4 separate regions of the Mus musculus genome follow, and regions 1, 3 and 4 are each linked to region 2. A link is a contact called in public promoter capture Hi-C data. All regions are on one chromosome and are shown on one strand. Each heading gives the region's core, a stretch centred on a gene start, on an enhancer-like site or on the middle of the called end of the contact. The rest is flanking DNA. Distances are from core to core; before and after follow the strand shown.

The links. Promoter capture Hi-C pulls out the DNA fragments that hold promoters and counts their contacts.
Region 1: a contact with region 2 is called in a promoter capture Hi-C map of second pharyngeal arch cranial neural crest. The contact joins the promoter of Rps5 here to the promoter of Napa in region 2. A contact is called at or near these places in 3 of 39 promoter capture datasets (cranial neural crest, embryonic stem cells and second pharyngeal arch cranial neural crest).
Region 3: a contact with region 2 is called in a promoter capture Hi-C map of second pharyngeal arch cranial neural crest. The contact joins the promoter of Trim28 here to the promoter of Napa in region 2. A contact is called at or near these places in 3 of 39 promoter capture datasets (the HPC-7 cell line, cranial neural crest and second pharyngeal arch cranial neural crest).
Region 4: a promoter capture Hi-C map of pre-B cells shows a contact between it and region 2. The contact joins the promoter of Zfp128 here to the promoter of Napa in region 2. A contact is called at or near these places in 3 of 39 promoter capture datasets (cranial neural crest, maxillary cranial neural crest and pre-B cells).

Annotation. Positions count from the first base shown.
Region 1 is chr7:12,921,033-12,923,812 of GRCm38.p6, reverse strand. Rps5 (ribosomal protein S5) reads right to left here and starts at 1,502. Exons shown (of 6, transcript NM_009095.2): 1 at 1,425-1,502; 2 at 732-840. The coding sequence starts at 839.
Region 2 is chr7:16,097,258-16,100,047 of GRCm38.p6, reverse strand. It overlaps Napa (N-ethylmaleimide sensitive fusion protein attachment protein alpha), which reads right to left and starts at 1,468. Exons shown (of 11, transcript NM_025898.4): 1 at 1,274-1,468. The coding sequence starts at 1,371.
Region 3 is chr7:13,022,686-13,025,448 of GRCm38.p6, reverse strand. It overlaps Trim28 (tripartite motif-containing 28), which reads right to left and starts at 1,297. Exons shown (of 17, transcript NM_011588.3): 1 at 388-1,297; 2 at 33-145. The coding sequence starts at 730. Gm31649 reads left to right here and starts at 860. Exons shown (of 1, transcript XM_006540453.4): 1 at 860-1,741. The coding sequence starts at 904. The coding sequence ends at 1,449.
Region 4 is chr7:12,879,672-12,882,435 of GRCm38.p6, reverse strand. Zfp128 (zinc finger protein 128) reads right to left here and starts at 1,258. Exons shown (of 4, transcript NM_153802.4): 1 at 1,076-1,258. The coding sequence starts at 1,141.

The sequences.
Region 1 (2,780 bases), core at 253-2,752, 3.2 Mb after region 2:
GCTTTGTAAAAAGCCCTGGGTTCAATGTCAAGTAGTGGGATAAACTTGGAATGGTGATATATACCTTCAATCCCAGCACTCGGGACAGAATGCAGATATTAGCTTTTTCCACTAGACAGGGTTTCAGGCCAGTCTCAGCTATATGAGATTACCTCAAAATGGGTTATGAGGGCAAAGCAAATAGCTCCCATACTAACTTAGCCATAACAGTACCCATAGCCAACTGACATTTTTCAGGGGAGGGCAGCAGGGAACATTCATAGCACCAACTGGTCTCATACTCAAATTCCTCTTGCTGTAGGCTGATAGCAGCTTACCAACTGCTTTTGACAAGGGTGCCAACATGGTTCAGTTGACTAAAGCCATCTTTTCAATTGATACCCACTAACTGAATATACAAACGAAAGGGGACATCAAGTCAGGTGTAGTGGCACATGGGAGACAGAGGCAAGATCTCAAAGAGCTCCAGGCAGCCAGCAAGGGCTACACAGCAAGACCCTGACTCTGTCTCAAGAGACACACGATTAGAAAAATACGGGATAAAAACCACACTCTAACATCTTTTAGTGCCAGTTTGTATTAGGCGTGGGTGTAGCTGTCCAGTTATTGCTCTTCTACCTGTCTTGTACATCCACTGGTTGTTTTATGCCCTTTTCTGAACTAGAAGCTCATCCACACCTGGTCTCAATTAAAAAAATCATCACAAAGAACAATCATTAAGTTCCTTTTACCTGCAGAGAAATATCGTTGATCTGCACGTCATCAGTGCTCCATTTCCCAAAGAGCTTGATGTCAGGGGTCTCTGCCACCGCTGGTGTGGCTGCTTCCCACTCAGTCATCCTGGGGACAGGAGAATGGCAAGAAACCGTTACTGCCTAGACATGCTGGAGCAGTCACTCTGACCCCAAACTCTTCAGACGAACTCTCACTTTGTGGCAAACTGGGACATGAAGGGGAGACCCAGAAAGCTTTGAACAGCTCTCCAAACCCAGGAAAACCACTCAGGATTCTAAAGTAACTCGGCAGTCACCCCGCTAATCAGCTGGTACATGGACCACAGTATGATGGTTCATGAAGCCGTATACTCATCAGCTCCCATCAGATTTCCGTTGTGCACTTAGAACGTGTACTGAGCAAAAGAGTCATCACAAAACTAAGCAAACCTAGATTTATGTTTATGGTATATGACCCAAGTGATTTCCCTGGAGTCCCGTGTGTGCAAAGTATGAAGTCAAAACAGTGCAAACAAGAGGCGAAGACTAACTCGGCCCGTGCCGAGTTTCCCTAGGCACCCTTTTTCGCAGAGAAACGGTGAGATCCAAGCGGTCACGCCCAGGCTTCAGGTTCGGCCTCCGGCCCCCCAGATGTGCCTTAGAACACTCATGGTCACCTCTTCTGAACTCCGTGTCCCTCCGCAGCCTCACCTGAGGGCGCAGACTGGGCTTCTCAGTCGCTCGGCGTGGACCACGCGCCGCCCTGATACAGACAGGAAGAGGCCGCGCGCAGCGGACTAGCGCTTTTATGCAAAGCGAAAACTTCCGGGTCAGAGGTAGAGACGCACGCGCAGATGAAAACAGCGTGCTCACCAACCAATCAAGCGCTAGGATGAGAGGCGCCCTTTGAGCCGGGTAAAGCATGCGCACTTTTAGAAACAGCGCCACGCCCGTCTTCTGGCGGACCTCTGAAGTACTAGCTAGGCTTCTGAGTCGGCGCACATGCGCAGAAACTTTGGTGAGACCGACGCCGCCATATCTAAGTAGTGCTGACGTCCAGTCCACGCTCTCCGTAATTAGGCTGCAAAACCCAGGAACCATGGACGGTGGATTCTTAGCTAGGGCAACCAGCTCGGCTCACATTTTCTCACCAAAATAATGGAGTCGGGTCCTGTGGTTACCACCGATCCGGGTTCACAAGCACGGGCCCCACCCTCTCCCCTCCCGCAAGCCATGCTCGGCGGGTCCCAGGCTTCCGGTATGGGATCACTTCCTTTTTAATCACTCTGGCCACGCTTGTCTGGGCTTTTTTTCCTCAGGTTCAATCGCGGACAGTAGATTCCGACCGCCATTCGTGAACCTCCCCGGGGAGGGATACATAGAGGGGAGTCCTGGAGGGGTTGGCAGCCCGGGGATCTCCTAGGTGACTTACTTATCTGAGATCCCAGTGATTTGGTACTAATAAGGGAGAGACCTTGCCAGCAGGTTCACCCCCAGGGGTGGGTTTGTTTGTTTGTTTGTTTTGGAGACAGGGTTTCTCCTTGTAGCACCGGCTGTCCAGGAACTCGCTCTTTAGACCAGGCTGATTCATCTGCCTCTGCTCCTCCCAACTGCTGGGATGAAACATAAGGAGAGGAGGGAGGGGAGAGGAGAGAAGAGGAAAGAGGGAGGGAGGGAGGGAGGGAGGGAGAGAGAAGAGAAGAGAGAGAAGAGAGGAAAGGTGTCAGCAAACATAAGGAGAGGAGGGAGAGAAGAGGAAAGAGGGAGGGAGGGAGAGAGAAGAGAAGAGAGAGAAGAGAGGAAAGGTGTCAACAAACATAAGGAGAGAAGGGAGGGGAGAGGAGAGAAGAGGAAAGAGGGAGGGAGGGAGGGAGAGAGAAGAGAAGAGAGAAGAGAGGAAAGGTGTCAACAAACATAAGGAGAGAAGGGAAGGGAGAGGAGAGAAGAGGAAAGAGGGAGGGAGGGAGGGAGAGAGAAGAGAAGAGAGAAGAGAGGAAAGGTGTCAACAAACATAAGGAGAGAAGGGAAGGGAGAGGAGAGAAGAGGAAAGAGGGAGGGAGGGAGAGA
Region 2 (2,790 bases), core at 219-2,718:
ACACCACGCCTAACCTGAACTTCTTCCCTTGTGAAGACTGAAGAAACACACACACACACACACACACACACACACACACTCACACTCTCTCTAATGAAACATTCTCATCTAACTGACATAGCCTGTCATTAACCAGATGTCTGTGCAGCAGGTATAAACATTTTTCAAGTTCCTTTGCTAAACATTATCTGATGGCAAACAACAAGGGATGGCTTCATCCTCTCCCTCCCCTTCATGTCTTTCTGTCCTCACCCAGCTTATAACAGTCTCTCCCAGAGCTTTCCCCAACTTCCTGGTTGTCTTCTGTATCCTTCCATCCTTGCTTTGGAGGCTTCTGATTTTGTGTCCTACCCCTGCACAGCTCTTCCTCAACACCTGCCTGGACCTTTCCCCAGTGTTCCTCTCTGCCTGTTCCTTCAAGAGCTTTGCCTGCTGCCATGTAGTGTCGTCTCCCCCTACCCCCTCCTATATCCCAAGGCTCTGGCCCTCTCCCCAGACCCCTCAAGCACTCCAATTCCTACCATCTTGGTTTCCCCATCAGCATCTTACACTCTCTGAGTCTGCTTCTTCCTGCCTGATGAGCCTTTCAGAGGGCCAGACTCAATTCTGAGCACAGTACACATAGTTTATACTCATAACAAACTTCTGCAGTTAGTTTTTACCAACAAGCCCTTTCAGAGAGACCTACTCCCTTAAGATAAAGAAACCTCGGAATCGCATCCCAAGCATGGGTTCTGCTGCTCCTAAGTTAATATGGCTGAAGATGGCAAACTTGCATAAACTTTGTGTGAGGTATTTGCCACCTCCTGGGTGTGTTCAGACTCCAGACTTGAGGACCACCTAGTAGGCGGTGGTCCTACCACCCTAATGATTCTCTTGTGTGCCTCATCCTCCCATCACCATTGTCTTGGCTAAAACCAGTGTCACTGTCCATTCATGCTTGTTCCCCAAGCACAAGTCTCCACCTCTCAGTCCAGGCCTCGCCATCAGTCACTCTTAGCAGGGCCCCACTCACCCTCACACCTCGTACTCCGGCTCATCATGCCCAAGGACGCCCCAGCCCGGGTCCCCTCGGTCTGGTGTCCTCACCCCGGCAGCCTGGGCCGCACAGATCCACGGGCACCGGCCTGGGAAAGGCGCGGCCACCAGTCAGCGGGTGTCGTCAGCCATAGGGCCACGGCCAGGGCCTGCAAGGCCGCTGAGGGGCTCCCAAAGTGCAGAGCAGAAGAGCCCGCTCTTCCCCGCCTTGGGCCCAGCCTCGCCCATTGCTCACCCAAAGAGGCCGGAGAAGAAGGACTGCGAGTTCTTCACCTTGCGCTCCGCTTCAGCCAGCAGCGCCATAGCCTCAGCCTGCTTCCCGGAGTTGTCCATGACGTCGCGCAGCTGCTCGGCTCAGGCCCGACACAGCCTGGCGACGACTCACAGGCCCCGGACACCGCGCACTCAGCGGAGCTCCGCCCGCTGCGTTGACGTCACCCAGGCCTGCCACCCCACGTGAACCCTGCGAACCAACCAGTGGGCTCAAGCTGCGAGGCACTCTCCTCCCGGCACGCCCCCTCCGGCTACCGCACTCAGCACCTTGACCCCCCCCCCCCCAACACGTGAGCACACGCCGCTAGCCTCCTGGAACCCCCACAAGCGCATTGCCACGTGACACCAAATAAGCCAATCATAAGCCCGAACCGCCAAGAGCCCACCGCCCCCAAAGCGCGACCTTTGACTCCCTCCAACCAATCAGCAGGCTCTATAGACTTGTTCTGCCACGCCTCGGCGGAACTGGGTCACACTAATCACCTGACCAGTGTCGCGGCGCTCATGTGACGCCTCTAGGTTCATGCTCCAGGTTTGACTGACCCAGCAGTTTAGCTCCGCCTCCTGTTTCGCTTTACGTCATAGTCACTTGGGAAAAAACTGTGCAGTGAAAACGAACCTTCTTACTCCCTCTGGCGATCGTCTCTAGAATTGGCTTGGGGAATCCAGAAGGTCTCCATTTCTAGCTGGATGGCTCAGCTGCTAAAGGCATTTGCTACCAAGTTTAACAACCATATTCCTATTCCTGGGACCCACATAGTAGAAGGTGAGAACTAGCTCCTCCAAATTGTTCTCTAACCTACACACACAATGCCTTTAGGGAGTATCTTGCAGTGCCACACACAGAATGTCACTAGATACTCAGTCCCATGTAAAAAGCTGGGTGTGTCAGCGGGCACCTGTAACAGGAATGGGTGGGTGGGAGACAGGCATATGCCTGGAGCTTGCTGGCCAGCCAGTCTGGCAGAATCAATGAGTTCCAGGGCCAGAGAGAGACCTGGTTTCGAAAACTAAGGTGCAGAACAACTGAAGAAGACTCCTGACATCAACCTCTGGCCTACACACACACACACACACACACACACACACACACACACAGTTAAAAATTAGTGGAAAAGTCTAAATAAAGCATGGACAGTCAGTTATTGACAGTGGTTCAGTATCTGTACTAAATACACTATGCTATAGTAAGAGCAACATCTTACTATAGGACAGAAACTGCTATGTGGGAACTAGCATAGGCTAGTTTTCTGTAAATCTACAGTTATTCTAAAGGTCAGTCCCCAGGGCCCTGCCCACAGTGATTCCAATCCCTATAGTGTGCTGTGGTGCAGGAATCTGTATCTCTTCTTTACTGAACTTCGCTGATTAGCAGGGAACATTTGAGGAAAGTGTTATGTGAGTTGGGTGTTGGGGACAGGAAAAGGCAAAAGACATCTTCCTCTGACCCTTTCCCATTGAACACTTCCCCAAATGTAC
Region 3 (2,763 bases), core at 48-2,547, 3.1 Mb after region 2:
CCCTCTTCCCCAAGATTTCCCACAGGACATACCTGGTTAGCATCCTGGGAATCAGAAGAGGCCTTACTGCCACTATCACGCATAAAATAATTCTCCACGATGTCTTTGGAGTAGCACTGCTGTTTGCACACTGGACAATCCACCACTGCCAAGATAAAAATGGGAATGCATGCACACCCTCTGATTTCTTGACATCTCCCATCACATTCTGCACCTCGGTGTCCAGACCTGGTAACGGGCATTGGCAGAGGCCAGGACCCGTTCCCCGCCCCCTCTTAAACCAGCAGGCCTACTTAACCCTACCCGGGCCCCCATACTCTCGCACAGGCGCAGTCCCGAGCACGGGCTGCGAGGAGGGGGAGGGGCACCTGGCCACCCAGTACTCACTAGCGCCGTCGCCCGCCGAGCCGCCATCCCCCGAATTATTCGCTGCGGCGGGTGTAGCGGGGCCCAGGCAGGCACTGCAGGCCGAATGTAGACAGGGCAGCAGCCGAGGATCCCGCTCGGGCCGCAGGCGCTCGCGACACACGCCGCAGTGCTCCAGAAGCTCCTGCGCCTCGCCACCGCCCCCCGCAGGGGACGACGCGGCTGCAGAGGCCGCCGCGGCTGAGGAAGCAGCCGGACGCTTCTCACCGCCCGCCGAGCCCTCGCCCGACCCTGGGCTACCAGAGGCCGCCGAGGCGGCCGTCGCGGCCGAGGCCGCTGCAGTCGCTGCCGCCGAGGCCGCCATTCACACGCCGCCGGGGGGGTGGGGGGGCCGCCCAGGGGAGGAGGGGCACGGAGCCCGCTGCGCAGGCGCAAGTGCGCTCGCCGCCAACGGCCAGGCAGCCGCCGATGCCGCGAGGCCGAGCGCCGCCACGCGTCTCCTGGGCCGACGCCCGCCGCGCCCCAGGCGCTGTCGAGATGCGGCCAAGCCGCTGGCTGCGGGCCTCTGTACAGACGACGGCGCCGCCACCAGCGCCGCCTCCTCCCTCGCTTCTGAGACACTCGCGCCGCAAGACTTGCGAACAACCGCCTGACCGCGCGCCGCTCGCAGAAAGAGCCGCGGCCTGGAGGCGGGACAGAAATATCTGGCGCCGACGACGCCGCGCACGCGCGTTGGGCACCGCAGCCTGGGGGCGGGGCGCAGATTACGCACGCGCCAGGGCCCTCCCTTCCACTCGCTGCCGCCCCTCTAGATCCAGAGTAGCAATGCTGCTGGTGAGGAATTCACCCGCAGAGTGCGTGCTTGACGTCTCCCATGCCCACCGCACGGTGCACCCAGGCTGGCAACCCGCGTGCTTGAGCGCGCAGGTCCTGCAGAGCCGAACCTTAGGCCCCGCCTCCTCAGCAGGCGTGGCGACGTCTGCAGCGGCAGCCTGGCCTATAGTCGGGGAAGAGGGGCGGGACAATACAGGGTGGGCGGGGCCACGGCAGAGCAAAGCGCCGGAGCCCAGGTGGAGGGGGTGAGGGGGTCTTTGCCAGGAAGTTCCCGCCGAACGTGGAGGCGGTCTTAACCCAAACTTTCTTATTGTTAAACTCGGGAAGCAGAAAGTTGTCCAAGTCAAACCGCAGATCACAGAGAGATACTGCGAAGCCATTCTGTAAAACTCTGCCCAGTCCTTCGAAAGCCCCTTCTGTGTTAGTCCTCTGCTATACTGATTTTAGTGTGATTTCTTTTTTCTTTTTTTTTGTGTGTGTGTTAGGAGAACTGAACATTTAACGCTAAGGAATTAAAGTTGGATCTGATTGATAAATCTTATCTGAGGGAGAAATAAGACCTGGGGAGGAATCTTGACTGAGGAGCTGGACCTAGGTTGAAGAATCTGATCTAAGGTAGAGGATAGCAGGATCAAGTGCGGCTAAGCGTTTCATCTCAGAAGCAGGATCAATGTGAAAAGGCAACCTGTCCCCCTTCCCAAACACTGCCGTGCTGAGAGTGGATGCCTCTGCAGCCTTGCAGTGCACTGGCAATCCGTTCGCCAGTCTGGATCTGGGCTACAGTGAGTTGTTGCCCGCAAGCAGTTCCAAGGCTCTCAACGGCAAGAGGCTACCCCTTCCGCGCGGAACCAGGTGTTCACCCACGTGGCAGCGGAGAGACGAGGAGTATCCCGCCACTGTCCCGGGTGTGGCCTTTGTTCCCAATCAGGCTGGGGGCCCAAGGCTTTGCCCCGCCCCAGCCTTTGTTCCTTCCTCGGCAGTTCAGCGCTCACCCTTCGGCGGGCCACGCCCCCACCAGACCCAGCCTCTGGACTCTCACTTCCTACCTCAAGAAAGGAGGGTATGATCTGGAAGCTGGCAAAGCAAGCACGGGGTTGGGGGGCGGGGGGAGTGCGGGCTCCCCGTAGAAATATTTGCGGAGTATTTTCACGGACTGCTGGGACTGGACTCACCAGGATAGGGTGCCTGTGAACCACGCCTACCTCAACCCCGGGAGCAGACTTTAGGGTACCAGAGACACAAGGGCAAAGTAAATAAGTGATGGGGCCTGGGAATTTGAATGGGTGGCAGACCGCTTGCTTGCCTAGGCTGTACGAAGCTGTATCCCCACCACACCAGAACCACGGCAAGGGGTGGGAAAGAGCGGTGATGGAGGCCTGTGAGACGGCTCAGGAACACTTGCCACCAAGCCTGACCACATGAGTTTAATCACCAAGACCCCAAAGTACAAGGAAAGAACCAACTCCCTCAGATTGTCCTGACTTCATGCTCAGTCTGAGGCACGTGTGCGCATTCACTACACATGCGATTTAATTTTTTGTTGTTTTTGTTTTGTTTTCAAGG
Region 4 (2,764 bases), core at 9-2,508, 3.2 Mb after region 2:
TTAAGAGCCTAGGGTAGATCCATAAACTAAGTCACTCTTGATTTCCTACCCCATCAGAAACCATGAAGTAGTGTTTATTTCAGGTCTCACTACGTTTTGTGTGTACTACCTGAAACACGACAACAGATTGATTAAACACACCTCTTTTCCCGCCCGTCTCATCGCTTACTCCTTGACAAACTGTCAGCCTCATGACGGTTACCTGAGACTTGACTGGGGCTGGCGAATCCACCTTCACTATGGCTCATTCATATAGCTGTTGATAGGCCTCAGTTCTCAGTTCTACACTCTGGTCACATTTCATGAAAAACTGAGATGACATGAATCTGATCATTTGCAATCTAAGACTATCATAAGCTTACTTTTCACACCAAATGTAATTAACGCAAATTTCCCCCAAGCAAACCAAATACCCACCTCCTGACCTCCAGAGCATAATTTCAAAGTTGCAGAACTTATGTATGAAATGGTCTTGGCTTCTGCTAGGTGAACTACGGTGAACAGAATAAGCAATTTGTCTACAAGTGCAGACTTTGATGATCAGGAGCTAGACAAACACTGATAGCCACACCTACCAGTTTTCCCAAGGCCCAGAAGGGCGTGACCCTTACTAGTTACTTCTGTTTTCCTAACTTGGTACCTCTGCCCCGTGAAGTTATGCCTTACTTGCAAAATAGGGGTCATGGTGCGGAGGTTCCCTTAAAAGTCGGTTGATTCTGCGCCTTAGGACATGTTTTGAGGACCGTACCCGCAATGTGGTTGCTCTGTAATGCTAGCCAGTCACCTGTCATCTCCGAGAACCGTCTTTCGGGATAAATGGGAGGGCGTTGGCCAGAGTGGGATCGAACCCCTGAGCAGAGCCTGTCAGTCCTCAGGGAAATGACCACCCTCCTCCCCTCCACCCCATGGCACGCAGACAGGAGGCTGAAGCATGCACACAGAGGGAACTAGATTTGGACCCAGGCTCGGAGGCTGAGCCACAGCGCTTGTTTCTCTTGTGGAAAAAGCGCCGCGGGTTACAGGTCACTCTGTCGGGGACAGCAGGACTCGGAGTCCAATCTGTCCTTTTTGTTACCTGAAGTTGTGTTGCTTGCGGCCGCGAGGCCATTGCCACTGTTGCTGCTTTGTCCTGGTGGTCCATTCCAGGCCAACAGGTTAGCCACAGACGTCCAAGGACACCCTAATTTTAAACTCAGCCCCGTCCTGGGGACCACCCGACTGGCCTCCCGCTGGACAATGGCGGCAGCGCCAGGGACACTGAGACTACAATTCCCAGAAGGCCACGCGCCGAGACGCAGCACTTAACCAATGGAAGCTAGCGCCAGCCCAACGTTGACCAATCGGGGAAGGCCTGGCCTCTGGTCTAAGGGAGTGCAACCACTCACAGGTCTTGTTTAAGGATCAGGTCTGGGTACCAGCAGAGGTCAGCTTACATTCCGTTACCTGCGGGTGCGGGCATCACTTGGGCTTCGAGTTGCCTGGAAAATAATCCTCCCGCCCTGACGGCTGAGTTCAGGGCATATATGCATCTGCACCGTGAGTTGGGCGCGCAGCGGCAAGGTCTTGGTGTTAGAATTGGTCAATCTGACCTGCTGCTGGAATTTTTTGTTTTGTTGGTTTTTTTGTTTTGTTTTGTTTTTTGGTTTTTTGGTTTTTCGAGACAGGGTTTCTTCTCTGTATAGCCCTGGCTGTCCTGGAACTCACTTTGTAGACCAGACTGGCCTCGAACTCAGAAATCTGCCTGCCTCTGCCTCCTGAGTGCTGGGATTAAAGGCGTGCACCACCACACCCGGCTGCCCGGCAGGCAGATTTCTGATTCCTGCCCAGTCTGGTGTACAGAGTGAGTTCCAGGACAGCCAGGGCTACAAAACCCTGCCTTGAAAAGGGAAAGAAAGAAGGAAAGAGAGAAAGAGGAAAAGAGAGAAAGGAAGGAAAGAAGGAAGGAAAGAAGGAAGGAAACAATGGGCTTTTGCTAGTTTTCACTAGGTTGATGATGTAATAGAAAAAGACCAAAAATACACTATACCCTTAAAGAGACAGAGACTATCAGGTGTAGAACAGCAGGCTCTGCCCTTCCTCCACTATCCCCACTCCCCAGTACTGGATATTGAACCTAGGTCTTTATGCAAGAGTGGTAAGTGCTCTAATACAGAGCTGCAGTCCAGCAAACAGCAGGTCCTTTTATTCTCATCCTCCCTTCTCTGTCTCTCCCTCCTTTCAGCCTAGTAGTTTCCTTTGTTCTCTCCTGGCATCTTCCTCACCAGTCTGACAATGACAGTAGTGTCATAACTGGTGCTCTGGGTCTGGGCTGGGCATTTCTAGGTTCTTGGCCTCTTTTCCAAAGAATTGAATTTAAGAGCTTACAGAAAAAAAGTAAGATAATGTTATTTGAGTAAAAGTGAAATTACATATTATGTAGGTATGCTATTAAAGATTGACAATGAGTTATGGGAGTGAAGATTCTCAGTGTCCAGATTATTGCTCAGGGCTTCCTTTTATAGGGTTCAGGAGAAGGGGGTGCTGATTACTAGATATGTAGTTTGGGTGGTTCTCTACTCTGATTGATAGAGTAAGTCATATATTCGTTTTCTCTACTGTGCATGTCCTTTTTATAATGCATCTGATTTTAAACATAAGTGTGCCCTTATGTATCAGCATAAGGTAAATAGGAGGGTCTCCCTAAAAGTAACAGAGGGCACAGTTTTCCTTTCTTGTGTATGCATCTGAAACTAGGTCAGGCCAGATCAGCTTTTCCATTCTTCAT